Regions from separate parts of the Mus musculus genome. Here all the other regions are linked to region 1. Evidence: chromatin contacts called from public ChIA-PET and promoter capture Hi-C data. All regions are on one chromosome and are shown on one strand. The core of a region is the stretch at or near the end of the contact, and the rest is flanking DNA. Distances in the headings are between cores, read along the strand shown.

Region 1 (6,182 bases), core at 1,340-3,839:
ACTTTTTAAAGATTTATTTATTTACTTATTTATTTATTATCATGCATACAGTGTTCTGCCTTGCATGTATGCCTTGCATGGCAGGAGAGGGCACCAGATTGCATTACAGATGGTTGTGAGCCACCATAAGGTTGCTGGGAATTGAACTCAGGACCTTTGGAAGAGCATCCAGTGCTCTTAACCGCTGAGCCATCTCTCCAGCTCCCCGCTACTTGTTTTTAACATTCACGAGATCCAAGGTTCAGTTGGGGACTGGGAAATCATGATTCCACTCATTAAATGAAAGAGAGAAGAAACACTATTTAAAGAATATCCCGACTCTGAGGACTTTTAAGAAGTTGAGACACATTCCTCAGTTTCTTCTGGAATACAGATATGTCAGCCCATCTGACTTCTGCTTATCCCTTAGTGTGTTATATCCCCTAAGAAGGGATCTAACAGTGGGTGGCAAGTCCCTGGGGGCTGAGGGGACAGTGTATCCTTCTCCTGGTGCTGGTTGGTCAGGGAAGGCAGACTTGGGTACCATTTGGATCCTAGACACATGCACACATCTAAATGGTCTTTGAATAGCTGCAATCAAACCTGCCAGCTAGGGAAGTAAGCCACCAGCTTCCGGGACCTGCAATCACATCTTATTGTCACTGTGGTGTGCAAGCGTTAGGCAGTGCAAGCAATTAGGATCAGCCTGTGAGCGTGATCAGCGGTTGTTAGCTTCCCGTTTCCCTCAGCTGCCTGTGTGGTTCTGCACATCCATAACTCGGGCTGGTGTGATGTCTCAGAGGTCAGAGGCGCTCGGTAGCAAGGCCAAGTTCAATCCTCAGGAAGAAAACAAGAGGCTTCAAGTTGTCCTCTGACCTCCAGCATGTTCATGTTCCCCCTTAAATACATGCAAATAAAAATGAACCCACAATCTGTTCAGGAAGATGCTCAAGGCCTCATCCATTCATTTCTCCTCCTGCTTCCTCTATCTGTCCTTTCTCCTGTCTTTTCCTTCCCCTCCCTTCCCACCACACCTAGTTCAGCAAAACAAAACATTGGTTCTAGAGTGTTTGGCAACGTCTGCTATTTCCTGCATCCACTGGGGATCTTGGAACTTTAAAGGAAATTTCCAGGAAAGAAGAAGAGACTACAATGGCTAGCTGGAGGATCAGAGCATCAGTGATGTGGAGAGGTTGGAAGTTCAAAGCCCAGTAATTTGGGGTTACCTTGAGTCCCCTCCGTGGTCATTTACTCCCCTCCCTTGTATGTGGCCATATCCTTCTGACTATTAGTTAAATACTTTAATGTGTACAAACAGATTCCCCAGCTTATAACCAAAATGCTAAGAGTATGGCCAGGTAGCATCAGGGTCTACAGCAGGGTCCCACTGCTTTGCTGTAATCTGCCTATTGGTGTACCTTCCAGTGTATTTGCAAAGTCTGTTGGTTTATGGTATTCTTTGCTCCGTTCCGTCTTGGCACACCTCAAGCAGGACCACAGGATTCCTGGCGGTTAAAGGTCGATACGCCTCAGGGACTTGTTGAAATAGGTTCCAAAAGGAGTCATTTCTTTGCCTCTGGGCTGGGCTGTTATCCTAGCATGTGGGAGGCTGAAGCAGGAGGATCACTGTGGGTGAGCTACATAATGAATTCCTGGGCAGCCTGGACAAAAAAAAAAAAAAAAAGATTCAAAAAACAGAAAGTCAAAATCATATTCAGAGAAGGCAAAATAGCCTTTCTAGTTTCCAGCCTGGTACCACCTCGGTCAGGTCAACGACTTAGGATTTGAAACTTTTTGCTAGTGGCCAGAGATACGAAAATAGGTGGTAAGTGTGATGTAGTTTAGTGAAGCGAACTGGGTAGTGTGACTGGGGGGGGGGGGGGGGGGGAGGGGGATATGGTGGTCTTTGCGTGTTGTTTCTTACTGATGCATCCAGGCTGTTCGTGGTGGCGCGCCTTCCCTCTAGCCTGTGGTCTTTGAAATCAAAAGCTGACTTTCTTTAGACTGACCGTCCTTCCCGCCCTGGAGTAGGGTGAACCATACTCTGACCCAGACACACGCCCACTCTGTAGCCACAGCGATGCTGTCCCCTCCAGCTTCTCATATTTTTTCCTTGCAGTGCTAGTCTCAGTAACGCTGGGTCCTTGAGGCAGGGGGCGTCTTTGGCTCGCCACAGACCCCTGTTTTTTTCTAGATGTAGGAAAGCGGGTCTCCGGGAGCAGACGGGCTAGAATCAGAGATGTGACTTGCAGTACACCGCTTGGAATTCCTGGGTCCACTTTCGGCTCCGTGAAGATGGGTCTGCTTACCCAGCACGGGCATGCCCGCTAACAGTGTGGAGGAACTAGGTGAGCTGCTACTCATTTAATTCGAAGCCTTCAACTTTCTCAGCAGCGGCGGAAGGAGCTGAAATGCCCGCAGATAGCACCCCAGCACCCCAGTTCACCAGCTTTCGCTCAGGAAGACCGCAGGACGCAAGCGCAGTGAGCGCGGCTCGCGCGCCGGTCAGATGGCGAGCATGCGCCTTCGATGCAGTCGGGCCCTTCTTCAGGTCCCACCCCTTCGGGCGGTGCCCCGCCTCTTGCACCTTGCGCATGCGCAGAGGTATTATTCCCGTGAGGTTCCGGGGCGCGGCAAATTCGTATGTCATGGCTGCTTCCTGGTCTCTGGGATGTTCCTTGACCGCTTGTGGTTAAAACCGCCTGGCTATGTCGAGCGAGTCCCCCCTGCTGGAGAAGCGTCTGTCGGAAGACTCGAGCCGCTACCTGCGGCTGCAGAAGTGGGCAAACATGTCGAGCGCAGACGCGTTAGGGCTAGAGAAGGAACGGCCTGAGGAGAAGGCGGCCGCGGCGGAGAACCCGCTGGTGTTCCTTTGTGCCCGCTGTCGCCGGCCACTGGGCGACTCGCTCACCTGGGTGGCCAGCCAGGAGGACACCAACTGCATCCTGTTGCGCAGTCAGTTCGGGCCGCCCTCCTGCGTCGGGGTTTCCTGGGGCTGCGGGGGCTGGGGTGGGGACGAGAGCTGTCCCAGCAAACCGCAGGAGAGGCGTCCCTGTGGGTGGCTCACGAGTGACAAGTTTTTTCCTGGGTCTTCCATGCCCCCCAAGGGCAGCGGTTGAGCGTCATCCTGACGTTTTAGGAAGGTGCTTCCTTCAGGGGAGTGTTTTCACATCTGACGGACTCTGTCAGCTGCTTTGGGGACTTAGCTTAGTGTCCTTGGGCAGTCTGTTCAACTGCTTGTGCCTCAAGTTTCTCGTCTCCAAAACGAGGGATAATGATGGGATAACGGGGACGATTAAATAAGTGTATGGTATATGGCCACAGAGTAGGCGATGTCTTTACTGGGTGAGTCCCAATGCTCTTCGCTGGGTCATTTTGTTTATCTCTTAACCCCACTGGTTTTCAGAAAAGGATGTGAAGTAATCCTTGTTCCACCTCTTCTCCCAGAAGGCCCCCATCCCTTTAGTGCTGAACCACGGGAGTACCCCACTTCCCACCAGTCTTTGGGCTCTTTTTTTCCCCTAGTCCTCTAAAATACAAGTTAAAGTTGAGTTAAAAGTTCCTGTCTGCAGGTGTGTAACAACAAACCACACTAACAAAGTGTTGCGACTCTCTTTCCAGGCGTCTCCTGTAACGTCTCTGTGGATAAGGAACCGAAACTGTCCAAGTGCAGAGATGAAGACGGTTGGTAAGTAAGATATTTATGTGAATATGTGAGAGAAAATTTTATTTTATTTATTTATTTTTGGTTTTTCGAGACAGGGTTTCTCTGTATAGCCCTGCCTGTCCTGGAACTCACTTTGTAGACCAGGCTGGCCTCGAACTCAGAAATCAGCCTGCCTCTGCCTCCCGAGTGCTGGGATTAAAGGCGTGCGCCACCACGCCCGGCTGAAAACTTTAATTTTAAGGAAAAATCTTCTACCGACCGTTCTGTGAGATTGCTTGAGATATAACTTTTCATGGTAATTGAATGCATTGAAAAGAAGAAAGGATCCATTATTTGATGGTGATAGCCCCTTAAGATCGGAAAGTGGGAGTTTCTAAGATTCTGAAAGTGTATTTAACACTGATTTTTAGGGCTCTGAGTTTGGTGCCAAAGAAAATGGAAAGTAAAGCAGAAAATATCTATCTTAAAATCTCCAAGTTGAAAGTGTCCTATTCCTGTCCCAGTGCTGCCTGTCTCTTCCTTGTACTGGCAGACAGAAAATACTAATACAGAGCCCACACCCACAGCTGACTGGGCTACGCAGACAGGCCATCTGTGGCTGTAAGTCACTAGTCCCAGGTTCCATGTGCTGGGGCCGAGGGGACAGATAACTTGTCACGGCTGACTACTAACTAGTGTTGGCAAGTGCTGTCCTCAGCAGACTGAGTAGAAAGCTCTGCCTTTTATGTTTGCTACCCCAGAGAGGAGCCGTGTCTTGCTGAGGTGTAGAAACTAGTTCAGGTAGTACCTCAATCAGAGAATCAAGAGGTGGGACTGACTTGAAGGTTTTAATAATGGTTTTAGTAATATTCGAATATAAGTGTTATAGAAACTGGCAGGGAAATTGCATTGACATTGATAAAGATGATATGGGTGTGACAGATTATGTTGTTGGCAAGTAGCTGATTTCAAGCTTGGAAATCTCAATTTCATATATTTTTAAATTTATTATTTTCTATGTATGAGTATTTTGCAAGTATGTATGTATGTTCACCATGTGTGTGCCTGGTGCCTAGGAAGGTCAGAAGAGGGCATTGGATCCTCTGGAACTGGGAGTTACAGACAGTTGTGAGCTGCACTGTGGGTACTGGGAGTTGAACTTGGCTCTCTCTCTACAAGAGCAGCCAGTGCTCTTAACCATTGAGCCATCTCTCCAAATCTCAACTTTAGGTGATATTTTATTTTGTGGCCAAAGGCTACGAGCCCAAGGAATTAGCTTCCCCTCGGCTAGAGCACTGATTACAGTAAGTCTTACAGGGATCGGGGCATTGCCTTCCTCCCTCTGAGGTGTTCTGCTTCCCGTCTTGAGTCTTTTAATGTCAGCTCCTTTTCCATGTGTGTCAGGTCTGTGTAGCAGGTCCACTCTTCTGCACTGACTGTGTTCCCACTGACCAGGCTTCAGATTGGTAGAGATTTGAGAAGGAGCCGCCTTTCCCTGTCAGTGATCTGGGGTTACTTGAGCTCTTTGCTTGCATGGCCTCAACCCGTTGTTTGTATTGCCTTAAATTGTCTTGGGTTTGTTTCACCAGGGCCCTGTGAAATACTGTGTTGCTTTGGGATGCTTTTACGTTTTTCAGAAGGTCCTTTCTACTGAACATCTGGCTAAGTCATTATAGTGGTCAACGAAGGCATGGGATGGGCTTCAGAAGCCGCCTATAGAGCTAGCAGTACTATCTCTGTTTTCCTGATTTCTGTCCTTTACCGAGGAGGGTCTTACAATTGAGCCAGTTCTTGTTTAAAGCTGCTTTATAGTGCCTCGTGTTGCTTCTCAAGTCTTGTTCAATGATAAGCTGAATTGGGCCCAATGATAGTGGCCGCTTACTCCCTACTGTTCCCCAAGGGTGTTCTAGGGTCTGGATTAGTGTGGACTATGATAAAGAACCTATCCTGCCTAGTTCTATGTTAGTTTAGCTCTATCTGAAGAGGAGGAGGGAACCTCAGTGAGGAAGAGCCTCCATAAGGTTGAGCTGTAGGCAAGCCTGGAAAGCCTTTTCCTCACTAGTGATCCATGGGGAGGCCCAGCCCATTGTGGGAGGGGCCAGCCCATTGTGGGTGGGGCCACTCCTGGGCTGATGGCCCTGCGTACTGTAAGAAAGCGGGCTGAACAAGCTAGTAAGCAGCACCCCTCCATGGCCTCTGCATCAGCTCCTGCCTCCAGGTTCCTGCCCCCTTTGCGTTTGTGTCCTGACTTCCTTCACCGATGGACTACAATATGGAAGTGTAAGCCCAATAACCCTGTGAGCTGCTGTGTAGATTCTGGGAACAACTCAGGTGCTCTGCAAGAGTAGTGCTGCTTTTAGGCTCTCACCCAGTCCCTCAACCCCAAGATATATCGACATATCTTATGGGAAGTCTTTTAAACACACCATGGAAACAATACCGAATGAGTGGCAGATAGCTTAACCAGTTCTATCACTAGTGAAATTTTACCTGGTGGTGATGTTTTGACCTTTGTTCCATATGTTGTTGTGATAATTAGAAAGCATCTCCATGTCTG
Region 2 (5,516 bases), core at 2,180-4,679, 250 kb after region 1:
CATTACTTGAATAAGAAAATCAGTGTGCACATGACCTCCTTGTTTGGGAACCATTAGGAAAGATTAACTTTTAACCTCTGGCATGGTGTCCAAATGGTATCACCCAGAGCCTTAATGAGTGAAGAAGTTGAACGGAGGCATCTATAAGAATATGCATATTTATGATTCATCAAGGGCCATTGTACCAATGCACCATCTGCATTATAAAATACACAGTGAAGCAGGAATTTAAAAGGATAAGATGAGAAAGAGACTTGAAAATGGGCTCTTTTTATAGACGAGAAATAAAGAACAGCCCCAAGTCTCTCTCAGGTTCTTCTAATGAGAGCAGAGAGCCACTTATCATTATTATCATCATCATCATCACCTAATAAATTAACAGAATATACTGCAGTGGCTTGAGTGTGCTTCCTGGAAGTTTGCCCTCAGGAAGCCTGCAAAGGGGGCTGGTATAAGATAATGAGATCATCAGGACTAACATGGAAGGGACTGGTATTGTCTTCTACAGCGAGTCAGTCACCAAGAAAGTGCGCTGTTAGAAGGAAGGCCACCTCACTCAGTTGGCCCTTCTGCCTGAAGTTATTCCCCTTCTCTGGCAAGTCATGACAAAGAATGGGGATACACCCCAGAGGCTAGGGCATGAGCCTCACTTTCACTTTCCAAAGTATGGGCTCAACCAAGCCTTTCTTAAAGATGCACACACATGCACACAACACAAACACACACCACACACCACACACACACACACACACACACACACACACACACACACACACACACACACATCCTCCTTGCATGTATGTCTGCACACCAGAAGAGGGCACCAGATCTCATTATAGATGGTTGTGAGCCACCATGTGGTTGCTGGGAATTGAACTCAGGACCTCTGGAAGATCAGGTAGTGTTCTTATCCTCTGAGCCATCTCTCTAGCCCCCAAACCTTTTTCTTTAAGTGAGTATCTATCCCCTATATATACTGTATATATATCAACTACATATCAAAGTTTGGTTACAGATCCTGAGTAACTGTCTGTACCAGGCTTGTCTGTGGGCATGTCTGTGAGGAACCATCTTGATTATTAATTGATCAATCACAGTGTGAGCAGGTGGTTCTGAGCTCCATAAGAAAGTTAGCAAGCTAGAATACAAGCCAAGCCACCAGTACCGTTCCTCCATTGGTCAGGCCTCTAGCTCTTACCCTGACTGCCCTGGATGGTGGACTACGACTTGGAAATATAAACCAAACAAACCTTCTCCTCCCTGAGTTGTTTGTCACAGTTCCAGAAGAGGATAACATGTCACCTGGCATCATACTCCTATGACTTATGGTCACCACACAGGTACTGTCTCAAAGCCTCAAAGCTCAAGATGGGTCCCCATCAGAAATACAAAGCATTTATCTCCTCATGCTCATTGTTCCTGTTGGAGAAAGCTTTTTAGTGTTTCTTCTCACATACGTCTTTCCTTTGCACTCTCTCTCTCTCTCTCTCTCTCTCTCTCTCTCTCTCTCTCACACACACACACACACACACACACACACACACACACACACACACACACACCACGAAAGCTCTGGGTAAATTTTCCTGGAAGCTAATTATGAGCTGAGTCAGCTGGGGACACCTGCACTTCCATCCAGATGTTTGGCTTGGGAACACCTACACTTCCATCCAGATGTTTGGCTGACTCCCAGGCAAGCTTCTTCACACTCTCAGCCCTGTTATCTAAGTGCATCTCAGCCTCTCTGCTAACAAGAGCTTCACTGGTGCCATCATGCCTTGTGAATACTGTTTTGCCATTTCTGCCCTATCAGGTCATTTCACTAGCTACAGGTGGATTTTCATCTTTCGCTCTAAGATGGAAACTCTGAAATGTTTCTAACCTTCCTGGTTGGTGGAATTCTGTGACACATTAGGCTATCGTGAGACTTTAAACAGCACTGAGCTATCTCTAGAAGTTTGATCTTACCATCTCCATCCTGTCCTCCTAGCTGAGACACAGACATGCCACCAGACCTCAAGGTACAGTACACACAGAGTCAAGGTCATCTTTAAGACAGTGTTCAATCAAACCTCTAATGGGCTTCTGTTAACCATGAGTTTCTCTGACTCTGTTGGAGCTGGTCTATACTATGGCTACATTTCTGCACCAACGCAGAGCAGTATTGTATAGTATCTATATGCTGTCTTACAGCATTCTCCTTGAGAGATTGTTTATATGGAGAGACTGACATATGAGCTACTGTGGCCAAGATGATAAAGGCGCCATAATATCAACATTCTACTGCGGCCTAAACTGTTCTTCATGTGCGACACAACACACTTGGACTCTCTTTATTTAGATTTTTTTAAAACTTTATTTTATGTGCATGAGTGTTTTGCCTACATGTATGTATACTGTGGGAGTGGCAGAAGTGGAGGGCATTAGATCCCCTGAGACTGGAGTTATAGATGGTTGTGAACAACATTGTGGGTGCTGGGAATCGAACACAAGTCCTTGGCGAGAGCAACCAGTTCTCTTAACTGTCAAGCCTGTCCCTTAACTCCACCCCGTCCCTTGAGCTTTTTGGCAGCTAGCCTGTGTGAAGCTGCAGGAGTCAACCTAGCAAACGCTGTTGTGTTATTTTCTGCAGTCGTAAACCTAAACACATTTTTTTTGTCTTGGCACCCTAAGGTAACTTGTTCCAGGACTTCCAAAAAAATCCCAGTTTGTGGTAAGTTTTACGGGAAACGGTACAAGAATTTGCATATAAGCTGTGCTCCTCCCCCAAACACTTTAAATCTCTGACTTACTTACAGTACCTAATACAAGGCAAATGCCATGCCACTATTATTTAGGGAATGACAGGAGAAAATGTGCGCACCTCCACCACTAATACAATGTTCTCCTAAGTATTTCTGAGCCACGGTTGGTTGAATCCTGCAGACACAAACCATGGAGACAGATGGCGGACTAGTGAATAGCTAACCTGTATCCCATCCTTTATACACCCAGGCGCTGCTGCCCAACTTTTACTAGCAGTTTAGACTCCAGTTCCTCTAAGTAGAGAACCCAAAGAGCTAAGAGGTGACAGAATACAGGCAGACAACTGGGAACAGAAGACAAACAGAGCTAAGCCCCGCGGGGGTCGGCCATGCAGGGTTAACTTTTATGGGAGAACATTTGGAGCACATCTCAGACCAACTGCACCATCTAAGAAACGGGTTTTGCCAGTCCTTTATGCCACACTCTAGAGACTGGGCCTCAGGTTTTAGACTAAAATAACAGCACGGATCAAGTGTCGGCAGCTTCGCCACACTAGACAGAAGATGCTGCTGTGCGAGAGGGGGGGTGGGGGTGGGGTGGGGAGGATTCCCACTTACCCCTGACAAATAGCGCTCAAGTTTCTTGTTCAACAGGAAGTAGATGGCCAGGATGTGGCAGGCGCGGTTGGAGAGCACCGTGTTGATGACGTCACTGTTCTTATAGCCCAGCTTTTCAGTCATGTGCAGCACCACGCTGGGACTCAGGTCTTCCAAAGAAATCCTGTGAGGGGTAGACACAGGGAGCCAGTCACCTCTCCACGTTCTCAGAATGTCTCACAAAGGTGGCGGCTGAGAGAATGACCTTGAATAACAGGCCCTCTCATTTACCTCCTGAGTTCAGGGCCTGAAGGCGCACACTGCCATCCATGCCTGCTTTGTGTGGTGTGGGCCGATGGAATCCAGGGCTCATGCCGGCTGGCACCGTCTCAGCTGAGCTACGTCTCCAGCCCCCCCTGACTTTTTATTTTGAAAATTTTTACATATATAGGACAGTTGTGGGTTTACTATATAACCTGTGTGTTCCCCATCCATAGAATTCAATTAATCTTAGACAGAACATTTCAGAAAAAAAAATATATCCATACTGAGCATAAAGACTCTAAAGGGTTTTTTTTTTTTACTGTCATTATTCCCTGAGGCAATACAGCATAACAAAGACTATAAATCAACTAGAGGTAATTCAAAGTATATGGAAGAGTGTGCATGGCTTATGTACAAAGTATACATTTTATATAGGAGACTTGAGTGTCTGTAGACTTGGGTGGTGGAGGGACTGAAAGCAGCTCGCCATGTAGCCCTGGCTATCCTGGAACTCACCATGTAGACCAGGCTGACCTCAAACGCACAGAGATCCACCTGCCTCTGCCTCCCAAGTGCTGGGACTAGAGGTCTGTCCCACCACACCTGCGGCGTCTGTAGATCTTTAATATCTTTTTTCCGGGGAGATCACTAGAATGATCCCATAGAATCACATAGAATGGCCCCACAGATATGGAGAGATGACTGTGATTAGCTGAGTGACCCTCGCCTGGGTATGCTTTGCCATGCTTGCTGCATTTGGGGTTCCTATTGTTGTTGCTAAAAATGTTTTAAATTATAGACACTGTGCTATGTCATTTCTCGACACTTCAGTGTGTCCCTTTAAAAGCAAAGGGGTTCATAGGAGAAAGCTGTGCGAAGGAGCAGCGTAAAACTCGGGCTTTATTTTCTTAACTTTCCCCAAAGGGAAGGAAACACTGACAACATCCAAACTAATTAAACCAGGAGAGAGCAGTGTTGGGAAACTAGAAAATAGATTTTACAATTATATATAATGTATCTTTGGCTGTATGTTTCTCCGCCTTTATATTTAAGGTTTATTTAAGGGCCGGTAAAGCAAGAAAAACAATTACCAGGGATATGTAATTTTTTTGCCTTGAAGATTAACAATTTTTCAAAATAAAACTGTAAATAACACATACTTCCCCCAACAGTTTAGAATTTTGCTCTCCTATCTTATCGAAACAGATTTTTCTTCTTTATCCAATAACCTTAGATAACAAAAGACCCCAAGCTGCTATTTTCTTTAAACAAGACCTTTACCACTTTTACCATTTATTAGCTAGTTTTTTACACAAGCACACCCCACTCACACACACAGTCACACTCACACATACAGATTCACACACACACACGCACACACACACATGCACACACTACTCAAGATGGCTAAAAAGTGTAAAAGACTGAATTAGTGTTTACCTCACCAAAGCCTGCCTCTAGCCCCCTGTGGAGAGGCTAGAAAACTATAAGCCATATTGTAAATCTTTATCACTGAAGAGGTTGCTAAACACAGGAAGGGCTCTCTGTGTTTCTAGGGCCAGATCCACAGTCTTGGACAGGCTCTGTGTTGGGTGGATAGGATATGCTCCCTTAGACATTAACCTAATGGCTCCTTTGGTTGCCACCAGTGCTACCCACTTCTTACCAGAAGCAGCCTGGGCACTGTCCCACAGTGAGAAGACATTGCCCCTCAGCTCTGTTGGCAGGTTCACAGGGGGGGTAATTTTTCTGGTGTCCATTTCAGTTCCTGGCCCAAATTGAACAGGTATTGGAAAACGGTGTCAATTTCCAGGTTCCCGTGACAACTTAGGTAACCCAGACTTTGTCTAAATTACTACCCAAGAGCCGAATGCTAGATTTCAAATGGTGACTAGACAAACTCACCTCCTC
Region 3 (6,403 bases), core at 3,713-6,212, 190 kb before region 1:
TAAAAGTCCACCTTTGGGTTTGGTCCAAGCATGCGAGGCTCTTGGTCCCAATAGTCTTTCCCTTTCTTTCTTTTAAAAGAATATTAAAAGTGACTGAAAAGAGGGATTTCGAATGAATGGCATTATTCACCCTGTCTTATAAAATGGAAGGGGTGAAAGCTCTAATATTTCTTAGGGAAATGGATTTAAGGAAAATGAGATTTAGAGCCCAGGGCTGTTATTGCTATGTGACAGCAACGTCCTTGTGGGTCTCGCTGCTCAAGCCTGAGCAGGCAGAACGAGGTAAGGATCAGGATGAATACCCCCACGGCCCAATCTCAGCACTTGAGAACCTGGGCTGTAGAAAAGACCTTTGCCCTAGTGAACCATGATAGCTGTAACAAACGCTCCCCAAATCCCACCCAAGCCAGCCAGGGCAGAGGACCACATTTCCTAATAACTGTCTTCACATGGTGGCTACACCATGCCCTGGATCAAGTACCAACTGCAGGGATATGAGAGCGCTTGAGAGACAAGAGAGGACAATTTTTTTAAAGATTTATTTATTTATGTATATGAGGACACTGTAGCTGTACAGATGGTTGTGAGCCTTCAGGTGGTTGGGCATTGAATTTAGTACCTCCGCTTGCTCTGGCCTAAAGATTTATTTATTATTATATCTAAGTACACTGTAGCTGTCTTCAGACACACCAGAAGAGGGTGTCAGATCTCACTACAGATGGTTGTGAGCCACCATGTGGTTGCTGGGATTTGGACTCCGGACCGTCAGGAGAGCAGTCAGTACTCTTACCCGCCATCTTGTCAGCCCCAAGAGAGGACAATTCTAAACTCGGGACGCGCCCATCACCTTCAGAGCTGGGACAGATGCAGTCAGCTCAAAGACTGAGCTGTGGGCCAAGGCAGCTCTAGACAGCAGCAGCCACTCTTACAATGGAAGCACTCACAATGTGCGTGCCTTGTTTCTCAGCTCTTTGGCTGCAGATGTAACTGGATGTTTCAAGTCTCTGCCACCCTGCCTTTCCTGGTATGGAGGGCAGTAACCTAGAATTGTGAGCTAACCCCTTTCTCCTCTTAAGTTGTTGGGGGTGTTTGTTTGTTTGTTTGTTTGTTTTGGTGTGTGTGTGTGTGTGTGTGTGTGTGTGTATTTAAATCACAACAGAGAAGAAGCAAAGCATCTTCTAAGGTCAGATCCGGGATGGACAACAATCAGAGGCCCATCCCCCACTGCTGAATCCTTGCTGCAGAGACCACATGGAGGAAAGGGCTGCCTGATACCTGCTCCACTCTCGGGTACAGAGTCTACCCAGCTGTCAGCTCACACACCCAGGGTTGCTGCTCTGCCCCTGTCCTCCCGTGGCCACTAATGGAGAATCTCACTTTTCAGTGACTGCTCACCTTCCACGTGTGTGCATGCCATGGTGACAAGTCTCTTCCTTGTCACCTTCAGAGACTCTCTTTGTTTGTTTGTTTGGTTTGTTTGGTTTTTTTCCGAGACAGGGTTTCTCTGTGTAGCCCTGGCTGTCCTGGAACTCGCTCTGTAGACCAGGCTGGCCTCGAACTCAGAAATCCACCTGCCTCTGCCTCCCAAGTACTGGGATTAAAGGCGTGAGCCACCACCACCCAGCTACCTTCAGAGGTTCTTACAAGTTCATTTACATACAGCTCCATCCGAAGCTTCCAGGACCCTGTTGACTCGGAGACCTATGTGGACTCCACAGCCTTCTGGGCAGATAGTGATGCTTCATCTCCATGGAGCACAAAGCGCCTGTCAATGCCAGCCTGCCTTCTTCCCTCACTGAATCTCATTCTCATCCAAAAAAATAAAAAATAAGGAAAGCCACAGGAACTCACTTCCTTTTTCCTGCAATGTCAGGGGCTCAGAGGCTCCAGTGGAGGGAACAGTCCCTGGAGGAGCCCCTTGGGGACAGGAAAGCATCTCAAAAGCTTATGGTAATGGTTCCAGTGGGGGTTGGAGAGGCAGGTAGAGGGAGGCAAGTGGTCAAGGGTGGAGGATCTCTAAGATGCTGCTTTGGGACAGACACCCCATTGCAGGATAGATCTATATAATAAGAAACTGCTACTGGACTCCTAGAAGCCCAGACAGGAGCCATGCAGGGCTCTCAGGTGCTGCTGAAGGTCACCCCACGGCTAACACTGAAGATGTGAATCCACAGGACGCCTCCAAAAGTTCATCTCATCATCTTCATGTATGAAGTGACGTCTAACTATGTTATCCAATTGGTTCCAAACTTGTGGGCTCATGATTCCAAACTTGAGTATGCTCCTGCCTCCTGAGTAGCTGGGACCACAAGGATGTGCCATGACTTTCAGGATCCTCAGTAACTGAGGTGGAGCTGTGGGATCCATCTTTTTAGGTGTCCAATGTTGAAGAGACCGGGGCAGAGGCAGCACATGGCCCCCACCAAGGGCCAGCTGGGGCTTGGCCAGGGGAAGTCTGGGAACAGAAAATGAGTCCCTCAGAGATGACACAACTTGATGTTTGGAGAAGCCCTGCTCTCTCCTCAGGCATGTTCCAGAAGCCAGTGTGTTGTCTCTTTCCTGTGTTCTCTCTTGGTGTGGCTCCCTGAGCTGGGCTGTCGGATTTAAAACAAAAACCCAAACATTTGATTTACCAGTAAAGGCTCAGGAGCCAGAGGCTGTGGTGAAAGCCTGCTAGCGCAGAGAAGCAGAGAAAGCACCCAGCGGCCCTTCCTACTCCACCGACGTCCCGGAGAGGAGAAAGCTCCTTTTCCTTCCCTTTCCTGGGTTCTCTCCTATGTCCACTCCCTGTCAGCTGGTTGCTTGTTCCACCTCTTGACCTGTCATTGTCTTTATTTAACTCTTGTTTACAGGAAGCTCTTTCGTGAAAGGTGTGTGCTAGGGCTGAGCCACACCACAACAAGAAACAGGTTTTTCCAGTTCCCAATCTTGAGGTTCACCTGTGATCAAATTCCCTGCGATACCGGGCTGTACTGGGTGTGCAGTGTCTGCTCACGTGGCTGGTGAGAAGGTGGAGCAGGTGTGGCAGTGGATAACAGACAAGAACACAGAGGCTGAGAGAATGAACCAGGAGCAGCTATGTGCCACGTGCCTGGGACCTGCCAAGCTGTCCCAGGGCCTCTATTGCCCTGCCGTGGTCTCTGTCTCAGACTTCCTTGCCTTGAGCTCCTGAGACCTGAGGTGATGCTGAGGTGGTCAGGATAGGGAAGGGTAGAGGCCCGGTGGACAGGTCTTTTTATTTTCTAGCTGCTTTCCTTGCAACTAGCAACTGAAGTCTGACTGTCTCTCTTCCCAGAGTCTAGCATACAACAAAGCTTGATGACCAGTAGAATGGAGCGGGAGAGGTTGGGGAAGAACAACTAGTCCAGGAGCTGCTCTGTGGGGTTAGTACCACCAGATTTAGTGCCTGATGCCCAAGCATTAGACATGAAAGGAATGAAAAACTGGTAGAAAACATGGCCTCGGGTCTGCATGGACTTCGAGAGTAAGTAGCTCAGGGTCAGCAGCACAGGGCTCCCCAGACTGGCGTAGGTCCTGCTTTAGGGGCCTTTTAAGAAGCTCCCCGCACTCGCTGCTTCTGAAGCAACTGTTTGTGTGACTGTTGAAGACTACACAAAACCACAAAACATCACTTAAAAGCCACTGGAAATTGCCCTGAGGGTGCGCGGTAAATGGAAAAACATTTCCAAGAAAAAAAGCCTACTGCTCTCAGTCCGAACAGGGTCAGCCTGTGGCATGGGGCACTGATGCGATCCTCCCAGCTCCCTGTGACTGGAACTGCACCCTGGGCAGCTGCGACCAGGAAGACAAAGGTTCCCTCTCCCCCAGATCCCATTGTAGGGCTCTAGTTTCATCCTATTAAGGGCAAGCAACTGGAAACCCATGTTGCTCCGTGCTACAGAAACCCTACATTGGATGGTCATGGCTGAGAGACCAGGACTCACTCCCTAACCCATCCACACCTCCCAGGCGTTGGGCTAAGTCCTGAGGTCTCCACCATCCTCAGGCAAGCTCCCTTGGGGCTCAGGTCACAAACAGGAAGAGTGAAAAGACCAGGGACCGACCTCAGCCCTCTCCCAGGACGGTGCCACTCGGAAAAAGGTGCCCTGTCTCTGCTCCCGGGCACTGGGGAGAAGCTGTGCTCTGAGACAGAGGCTGCCCCTGATGGTTCTGCTACAGGGGGCTGACTTCCTTTGGAACAGAGACTGACTGGCAAAGTGCATGCTTTAGGGCTCGAACCACAGCAATGGAATAATGAAGCAATCCAGGGCTAGCAACTCCGAGATACCAGTAGCAACAAGTGAGACTGTAGACCCACCAGAACTCTGAGAGAATCGTGGGGAGAGCCAGCTAAGAAGAGCCTCCAGGGAGTTTGTCCTTCCCAAAGGGGCAGAAATACTGGTGCTGGGATGCATCCTCTCTGGAGCCATCCCATAATGGTCATGATCTGATTACAGCCTTAACATTTACCTCCTACAAAGGCAACACAACGCATCTTTATCATTTTTTTTCTTCCCAACTCATTTTCAGTAAAAAGTATCCCAGGGCCATCGAGATGGCTCAGTGGTTGAGGACACCTAGCATCACCTGATGGAAGATGGCATCTGACCTCCACACGCACACCGTGGCACGGGCACATACACAATAAACAAATGAAATACAACAAGGAGACTTTATCTCTGTGTACAAGCTGCGTGACAGAAAGGAGACTCCAGAGGAAAATTGGTCCGCTCCTGCGATGTCCCCTCAGCTGACCGGCACCCACCTGACTTCCTCAGGGTTCAGCGGCACTGGGTCAGAGGTCAAGTTCTAAAGACAGAAGCTTGGGAGCTCAGGGCAGGGAGGCAGCTCACCGGGTTGGCAAATTCTTCGTAGATTAGTTAACACGTTTTCTCTGGAGTTCATTGTTAGCACAGAGGGAGATTTCCCCTTTCTCTTAGTGAGGTAATGTCATTTGTTCATACATGCCCCTAATTGGCCTCCCTCCCTTCTGCAGAAAGGACACGGGTCCTTTCCAGGTCAGATCCGTGCTTAGTCATCTGAACACGAGTCCCCTCCCGCCTCCCCTTGTCCTTCCTGAGCTGGACTCTGACTCTGAAGGAAATGGCAGGCTCTGCTTTCCTTTGCTTGAAAGCGCTCAGTTTTGACTCAGTGAAGTCAAAAGCTTGGAACGGGGGAAGAAGGGCGAATCCGTGGCTCCTGTGAAATAGGAAGTGACCAGCTTTCCTCTCTTTGTCCTGCCAGCCTAAGCTCCTGATATCACGGGCAGTTCCCTTGAAAGCAGGAAGACAGTATCTCTTTTCTCTTTTCTCTTTTCTCTTTTCTCTTTTCTCTTTTCTCTTTTCTCTTTTCTCTTTTCTCTTTTCTCTTTTCTCTTTTCTCTTTTCTCTTTTCTCTTTTCTCTTTTCTCTTTTCTCTTTTCTCTCTCTCTTTCTTTCTTTCTTTCTTTTTTTTTAAACTTTATCTGCATTTATTTTATGTTGAATTTATTCCCATGCCATGAGTTTTTGTTTCTTCAATTTCTTCTGGGATATCTTTCCTTCTGTGCGACCTCCTCTTCTGGCTTTGGAACCATCTGTTCATTCTCAGTGAGGGTCATCTCACTGTGGCAGGGGGAGCTCATGTATGGGTTAATCCAGCCATGAGATTCTGGAGGTTCGTGGGCGCATCTCAGGTGCCTTGCTCACCTGGATGTGTTCAATGACGAGAGAGTCTACGTCTAAACCCTTGAGTTCAGCATTACTCTCTGCATTTTTAAGCGTGTGCAGCAAAAATTCAGCACTCTTCTTTGGCCACCGTCCCTGTGTCCAGCCCACTGTTTGGTCTGGGCACACTTACGGACTCCACCATCACACCTCCGGAATGGCACACATTGCTTCTTTAGTGACATCCTTCAGATACTAAGTAGCTTTGAGGATATGTAGACCCTTGATGGCCCGGGCAGTTCCCTGGGTGTTCTTAAAGTGAGCATGAAGATTCGAACCTCTTGGTTTGTATGATTTTGTGGGGTTTTCTGGGTCAAGAGAGTAGCGAACCATCTTGACAGATCACTTCTGGCCACTTACAGGAAGAGGCAAAGACAGTATTTCTACCCCAAGATAAGTTCTCAATTGCATTTTCTGCTGAAGCAATTTGAAAGAAATGTAATAAGGCTGTGAGCTACCTTTAAAAAAAAAAAAAAAAAAGATTGGGAACCTTGCGAAACAGGGCTCCGCTGAAGAGCATCTGTTGTGGACTTGACATCCCTGCAAAGGTGAGCCTAACTCCATCTTAAAATGCTCGCAGGACTCATGGCTGCAGTAGCTCCCTAAGAAGGTCAATTGGGGGGGGGCACCCTCTTCAAGGCAAGGGGGAGGAAGAATGGGATGAGGAACTGTGGGAGGAGGGACAGGGGATGGGGGAG
Region 4 (6,285 bases), core at 434-2,933, 210 kb after region 1:
TTCCTTAACTTTCAAATCCACAGAGTGTCTGTTTATCAGATCTGTAGCACACTGCCGTGGGAGGTGGAAAGGTCTTTTGCATCTTTGAGGAGATGTCTGGCTACACATGGCCCTGAGTGGGTCTCACTTCTACGAATTCAAAAGAATTCCATTATTTCCTCAGTGGGGCTCAGTGGCCACCAGTTGCTGCCACTAAAGCTCTGGCTGTGTCCCAGATCTATCAGCTCCTGAGGGTTGGGGATCGAGACCTGGGTGGCTGTTATCCATTCACTGTGGACCAAAGATACACAGCACATGTGTATAACCGGGGGTGGGGGGGTGGGGGAGGGGGGGACGGGGGGGGGAGGGGGGTGGGGGGTGGGAACCCAGCCTCCCTCTACTCTGACCTCCATGCAAAGCACTGATGTGGTTAGCAGGGGAGAGGCCATCATTGCTTTCCCGGATATTTATTTTCCCACTTCTTCTTCTGATGGGTAGCTTGGGTTGACTGTGTCTGTCAGACAGCTGTCACAGTCCCCTTAGAGGGAACTTGACATGCACTGTGCTCTTCAACATGGGCTACCTGGCCTCTACAGCTGGCCGTAAGAGCTCCTGTCTCTGCATAACCCCCAGCTTTGGCCACACTAGGAAATCCTCTTATTGGTCCCTGAAAGACCAACCCAGTGTGATGTTGCCTGCTTCCTGCCAGAACCCAGCCAGGGTGTAGAGAGGAGAAAGGCTGGGCCCTTGGAGTCTGCTGAGACCCATTACCATAATTAAATGCTGAATGTCTGCCCTCTGCTCCTTAGAAATCCACCCCCTGACACTGAACTGGCCACAGGCTTCCTCTCACTAGTTCAGCTTTGACCTCAAAAACAAAACAAAACAACAACAACACCTTAATAGGCTAGCCTAGCAGTAGGGTTGCACACCTTTAATCACAGCACTCAGGAGGCAGAGGAAGGTGACGCTCCATGAGTTCGAGGCCAGCCTCGTCTACAGAGCTAGTTCCAGGACAGCCAGGGCTATATCTATGTCTATGTCCATGTCCATATCATTCATATATATATATATATATATATATATATATATATATATATATGAAAAAAAAAAGAAAAGAAAAGAAACTTAACAGGCCATACTCATTTTTGAAGCCACCCCAGCACCTACCCTGGCCCCCACAATGGCTGAGGTGTAGCACCAGATTCTCACAGGGGTAGCAAGTAGCCTCTGTACCAGCTCCCTGGCTGTAAGGAGGAAAGATTTTAAACAAAGGACGACAGTGTTCACAAAGGCATCTGCTTCATTCTCAGGGAGGGATCTGCCTATCAGGTCTGCGCCTTAATGCCATCCCTTCCCCAGAAATACATTGTCTTTCTCCCCTCACAGGAGGGGACTCTGCACAAAGGCAAGGCTGTTTGACTGAGCCGCTCATTTACATATCTCCATTGTTGAGAGACTTTAGGGAGCCAGGAGGAGGGAAGGGGAAGGAGGGGAGAGTACAGAGGGAGGGGGAGGAGAGAGGAGAGAAGAGAAAGGAGCTAGGGGGAAAATGAAGGAAGAGGGAGAGGAGGGGAAACTGAGAGAGGCATGGAGGGGGGGGCAGGAATGAGAGAAGGCAGAGAATGAATAGACAATACAGTCCAGCCCCCCTCCCCCCCATATCTCAGCTACTCCACCGAATCAACCACAGTAGGAAAATTCTGAAAATTGTCTTGCCTTTTCCAAGACAGATGCTGTTCCTAACAGCCCCGTTCTGTTCTCTCGCTGTGCCTCGTTTACAAGCTAAACTTTGCCTTAGGAGCAAAAGACAGTCTGCAGAAGTTCCAGCAGAGCGCAGCCCCTGGGAAAGAGGGGTGAGCACCCTGCAATCTCTCTCCCTGGGCCTCACATCTCACTAAGATGTGAATCAGGCAGACCGGAGAGCTGGAGGGGAGGGCAGATTCTCACATGTGTCCTGTCAGTGCAGAGAGTAACCACATGACTTTTGAGAAATGGTCACCAGGAAGTCACTGGCCCTGTGACCAGGCAATCAGGTGGAGTTTCTCAACCTATTCTTAAGCTCTGAGACCCCGAGTCACTTTTGTGAGAGTGGGAATCTTGTTACAATGGGGACTCCCGAGAATCTACCTTGCACAGAATCTGGATTAAAGGGTGGGGTGGGACCCAGGACCCCATATTTAAGCAAACACTCACATGTGGCTCAGAAACAGGAGTTCCCTGGCCCAGTCCTTGAAAACGCACCGCTAAAGACAGTGGCTATTGCTTCTAAGTGAGGCCACAGAAAAAGGGTGGCTTTCCAATGAGTTGTAAGAAGGACCTGCCGGTGAGCTGCCGTGAGGAAAAATTATGGCGAAGAACAGCCGGATAGGTGTGCCGGTTAATATGGGTTGCCAACGTGACAGGGTCTACATTCGCCTAGGAGACCAGCCTCTATGAGTGTTTATGAGGAAGCTGGTACTGAGAGGAAAAGACTCGCCCTAATAGGATGCAGAGTCTTGTGGCTGTGGTCCTGGATGCAGGAAAGGGAAGACAGGAAGCTGAGCGTTAGCTCTCTTCTCTCTCTCTCTCTCTCTCTCTCTCTCTCTCTCTCTCTCTCTCTCTCTCTCTCCTCTCTCTCTCTCTCTCTCTCTCTCTCTCCACCCTACTCCCCCCCCCCCCCCGCTTCCAACAGTGGAGGGGGTGGAGGCAACATCATATTCCTATCTCCAGACCGTTTACCCTTTAAGGGACTACTTTAAGGGACTACTGTGCCATTAAACTGTGAGCCAAAACAGTAAGCCGCTCTTGTCCCGTGAGAAAAGTGGCCAATGAGGAAGCTTAACAACCCAACCCAACTGCAAGGTCCGCGTGGAATGGGTCCAAGTGCAGAGCGTGGGAGTGGGTGGGGAAGAGCGGGCGTGGGTGGAGAGCTGCGGGCGTGAGTGGAGAGTTGCGGGCGTGGGTGGAGAGGAAGCAGAGTTCCAAAGCATTCAGGCTGGGATTCCCACCCAAGGTCTCACCGAACCACACCCCCAGCATCTGTTAAATGACAGCTGTCTGTGAGGAGCAACTTCGGACGGACGGACGGACGGACGGACGGGTTAGCGGAAACCCCACACTCTAGCTTGGAAACGGTTCAGCTGTCCTGGCCAGTCGAAAGGTCTCAGGAGTTCTGGAGACTCTTGTTTGGGCTCCAGCTTTGGAGATTTCAATTCAATGAGCCGGGGGACCGCCTAGCCCCCTTTTAAATTCTGTTTGTTTTCAAAGCGGAGCATCTCCTGTAGCTGAACCTGAGGCTCACCGCCGTAGCTGGCGGTGTACTTTGGAGGGATTAAGTTGAACCATATAAACTCGGCCTACAAATACAGCAGCTCCAAGTGGCTAAACTTGATATGTTTCTTGAGAGCTTGGCTTTGTTTATCTAATTCATTTCTGTTGTTACAGTAAAAACACCTGAGCCCAGCGAAGCCCAGGCCACCTGGTTTCAGATGCCGAAATCGGACAAGTTCGCTGTCTTGTCAAATCATATTGGTCTCCACTCTCTCACTTCACGTACAGCGCATGCGTGCACCCCTTCCCTCCCTCCTTCACCCCCCAATCACATTTGTTTTGAATGTATGTATGTGTGTAGATGCCTATGTGGAAATTAGATAACAATTCATGGAAGTTGGTTCTCTCCTTCCACCATGTGGGTCCCAGCAATGAAACTCAGGTCTTCAGACTTGGTAGCAAGTACCTTCGCTCACTAAGCTATCTTGCCCACCCAGCATTTTTTCCTCCATTGTTCCTCTTTCACTTGGGAAGATGGGAAGTCTGGAGGTAACCCACAGACTGACCATACTTCTGACACTAAGCACAAAGTTCAGGGGCCAGAGGCCCTGGTCTTAGACCTGAAAACTCACTGACAGGATTGTTTTTGTTGTTGTTGTTGTTGTTGTTACCAGATTTCCTTTAGAAATCCTAAATTATATACCCTCTAGTTTCTCTTTTTGGTATGTGGTCTGCCTTTCGTTAAAATTTAAATCGACTTGGTCATTGTACAGCGTGATGGGCCTCCCCATGACATTTCTATACGTGCAGGTCACATGCTTTTCTTACAGCACTGAGTTTCCTCAGAGGTTACCCAGTTTCCATGTCACCCAGGCCTCCCATGTCATCCTCAGACACTCACTCTTAAACCCTGTCCCAAGTCCAGGTTTCCTCCACCTCCCCGCTGTCCCCGTGCAGCCCTGCTGTTAATGTGTCCACCAGCAACTAAACAAGACCAACGATGACTCTCCAAGTTCGCAACCAGGTATTTTCATCGTTGGCAACTCTTCTTCACTTCTGGTGGGGGGGGGCGGTGATTTGGAGGTGCAGCCACAAAGCTGGGCCCCTCTGACTTGTAAAGCTACAATAGCTTTACATTATACGGGAATGGGAATGCCAGATGGAACGTTCGCGTGACCCCTTCACCCTCTGCTTGCTGATGGATGGATTTCATCCCACATGCTAGGAGGAATTTCCTTTTCCCTTCCTGTCTTGGCCTTCTCCAGTGCTGTTAGGCAGCGGGTGTTTGTTGAGACTTGAATCTTCTGCACTGCAGAAGACACTGTTCTGGTCTGCGCATGCTCTACCTCCAAGAGCAGCAACTCTGTAACAGGTCAAGAACAGCAACTCTGTAACAGATCGAGGATGTTATCCGGGTGATAGGTCACCCTTCCCCCAGGCCGCAGACAGACCCCATAGCCACTTTGGAGCAGCTCTGAATGTCAAGGGGGGAAGAATCTGATATTACATTTAGTCATTGTCTGACCACTTTCTAGATGGGGTGAGTTCAGGAGGGTTTGTAGGTTTTCATTGCCCACGGGTTCCATGCCGGTGGGAAACGTTCATCAAAACATCTACACCAAGCAGCAGGACCCTGTGAAAAAGAAACTCCGGCTGAACCACCTGTCTGTGGAGGCGTATACTGCCTCAAGCCTTTGAAACATAAACGCCAGGGTTTATGGACTCCACGGAGGACCCCAGACACAGGCTGTTTGTGTAGATCCAGGAGCCATTTGGCATCATGCGGATGGGGACAGGCAGGATGCCAGCTCCATATGCCTGTTCCCAGCTGTGGATTATGATGTCTTCATGGCTGCCTTTCATCACAGCTTCCTGCACGGTGCCAATGTGAAGCCCTCCAGGAATCCCCCCCACACACACACACCAGCACACTGAAAAGGGGGTAATGTCTGAGATGCCCCGCCACCCACACTCTTGGCTACAAATGCACTGCAGTCAGCAGTCCGTGCATGTGAGAGAGATGGGGTGTCTGCAATATCCGTGGGGCCTTAAAGACCCCAGGACCCCTCCTCAGCAGTGCAGGATCATTAGTAACAGCCACACCAGGCTTTCTTTCCCACCCCCATCACCTCTGCAGTGGCACTAAACCAAATATCTGAGGCAGGAGGGGTGCCCAGAAAGGCTACCTTCTCAGTAATGGAGTCTGGCTGAGGTGTCTGTGACCAGCGCTTACAGACTTTAAATGCCGAAAGTGGGATAGTCCTGGTTGCACTGGAACCAAGAGATGACCTTACCTAGAGGCCCCCATTCCTTCTCTCACAGCTCCTATAAAGCCCAAGGTGTCGATACAATAGACCCTATTCCACCATAGGAAGGCCATAACCCTGATCTGACTCCCCGTGTGCGCAGGTGCAGCCGACCCATCATGGGCACCTAAAGAAGGCTGCAGGTAGAAGGTAGAAGGAAAACCGCATAATGGAAAATATACTCCAGGAGGTCTGGGCCAGGCATGGAGGGTAACCCCTGAGGCTCTCACCAGCCAGTATGCTTCAGCAACCCGGTGCAGAGTGATTGAAGACCTCACACAGTGTTCAACACTGTTTAAACACCTAGAGGCTGTTTCTAGCCTCTGGCTCTGGGGGAATAAGAGTGGGATATTCTAGACCATTTAGTGTGGAAAGCTTTGATGCCACAGCCACAGGAAACTAACTACCTGTAGGGTGTGAACCTGTGATTATGAACTTGAGGGATGGGTCAGAACACAGAGCAACCAATCAGAGACTTGGACAGTCGGGACCATTAGGGCAGCTGGTAAGGTCCTGAGGTCCAATCACCCCCGGTACCCTGATGTTTAGGCCAAGCTGAGTCCCTGAGAGAAGCTCTACAATCAACCCCTGCCAGCGCCAACCTCGGTCCCTAATTGCTGCTTCCTCTTCTGAGCCTTCCTGGTGGTCTCTCTTCTTGATACTTTCAAGTCTCAAACCCTGTTCCTATAAACAGAAAAGGAGACGTGGGTGCCAAGTACATTCCAGGAAGTCTCTGACCCCAAGTTGG

The links. Promoter capture Hi-C pulls out the DNA fragments that hold promoters and counts their contacts. ChIA-PET counts read pairs in DNA pulled down with a chosen protein or histone mark.
Region 2: an RNA polymerase II ChIA-PET map of memory CD8 T cells shows a contact between it and region 1, with 12 read pairs. The contact joins the enhancer-like site here to the promoter of Mis18a in region 1. A contact is called at or near these places in 8 of 39 promoter capture datasets (cranial neural crest, frontonasal cranial neural crest, hippocampal neurons and 4 more), 5 of 484 Hi-C or Micro-C datasets (CD8 T cells, embryonic somatosensory cortex, nephron progenitors and 1 more), 12 of 115 datasets of contacts at active chromatin or transcription factors (SST interneurons, VIP interneurons, bone marrow-derived macrophages and 9 more) and 1 of 9 other capture datasets (adipose tissue).
Region 3: a contact with region 1 is called in a promoter capture Hi-C map of the HPC-7 cell line, with 2.3 times the contacts expected there. The contact joins the enhancer-like site here to the promoter of Mis18a in region 1. A contact is called at or near these places in 14 of 39 promoter capture datasets (3T3-L1-derived adipocytes, the C10 cell line, the HPC-7 cell line and 10 more), 17 of 484 Hi-C or Micro-C datasets (CD8 T cells, the N1E-115 cell line, adipose-derived mesenchymal stem cells and 12 more), 3 of 115 datasets of contacts at active chromatin or transcription factors (the HPC-7 cell line, bone marrow-derived macrophages and embryonic basal ganglia) and 2 of 9 other capture datasets (adipose tissue and pancreatic islet).
Region 4: a contact with region 1 is called in a promoter capture Hi-C map of hippocampal neurons, with 2.7 times the contacts expected there. The contact joins the enhancer-like site here to the promoter of Mis18a in region 1. A contact is called at or near these places in 6 of 39 promoter capture datasets (cranial neural crest, embryonic stem cells, frontonasal cranial neural crest and 3 more) and 3 of 484 Hi-C or Micro-C datasets (muscle stem cells, nephron progenitors and uterus).

Annotation. Positions count from the first base shown.
Region 1 is chr16:90,723,778-90,729,959 of GRCm38.p6, reverse strand. Mis18a (MIS18 kinetochore protein A) reads left to right here and starts at 2,589. Exons shown (of 5, transcript NM_025642.1): 1 at 2,589-2,934; 2 at 3,601-3,667. The coding sequence starts at 2,688. Gm17518 (a long non-coding RNA gene) reads right to left here and starts at 2,540. Exons shown (of 2, transcript XR_876238.3): 1 at 2,289-2,540; 2 at 1-1,640.
Region 2 is chr16:90,473,829-90,479,344 of GRCm38.p6, reverse strand. It overlaps Hunk (hormonally upregulated Neu-associated kinase), which reads right to left. Exons shown (of 11, transcript NM_015755.2): 7 at 3,363-3,525. Among named protein-coding and RNA genes, the nearest start is that of Gm35882, 32 kb to the left of the region's middle. Within about 2 kb of position 3,429, at least 27 of the 459 cell types and tissues checked have an H3K27ac peak or open chromatin away from gene starts, as enhancers often do. A contact at or near this core is called in CD8 T cells and memory CD8 T cells, where this site is marked.
Region 3 is chr16:90,914,815-90,921,217 of GRCm38.p6, reverse strand. No RefSeq gene overlaps it. Among named protein-coding and RNA genes, the nearest start is that of Cfap298, 17 kb to the left of the region's middle. Within about 2 kb of position 4,962, at least 50 of the 459 cell types and tissues checked have an H3K27ac peak or open chromatin away from gene starts, as enhancers often do. A contact at or near this core is called in the HPC-7 cell line, the N1E-115 cell line, adipose tissue and 3 more, where this site is marked.
Region 4 is chr16:90,517,204-90,523,488 of GRCm38.p6, reverse strand. Gm41490 (a long non-coding RNA gene) reads right to left here. Exons shown (of 2, transcript XR_876228.2): 2 at 5,948-6,285. Among named protein-coding and RNA genes, the nearest start is that of Gm35939, 4.6 kb to the left of the region's middle. Within about 2 kb of position 1,683, at least 20 of the 459 cell types and tissues checked have an H3K27ac peak or open chromatin away from gene starts, as enhancers often do. A contact at or near this core is called in hippocampal neurons, where this site is marked.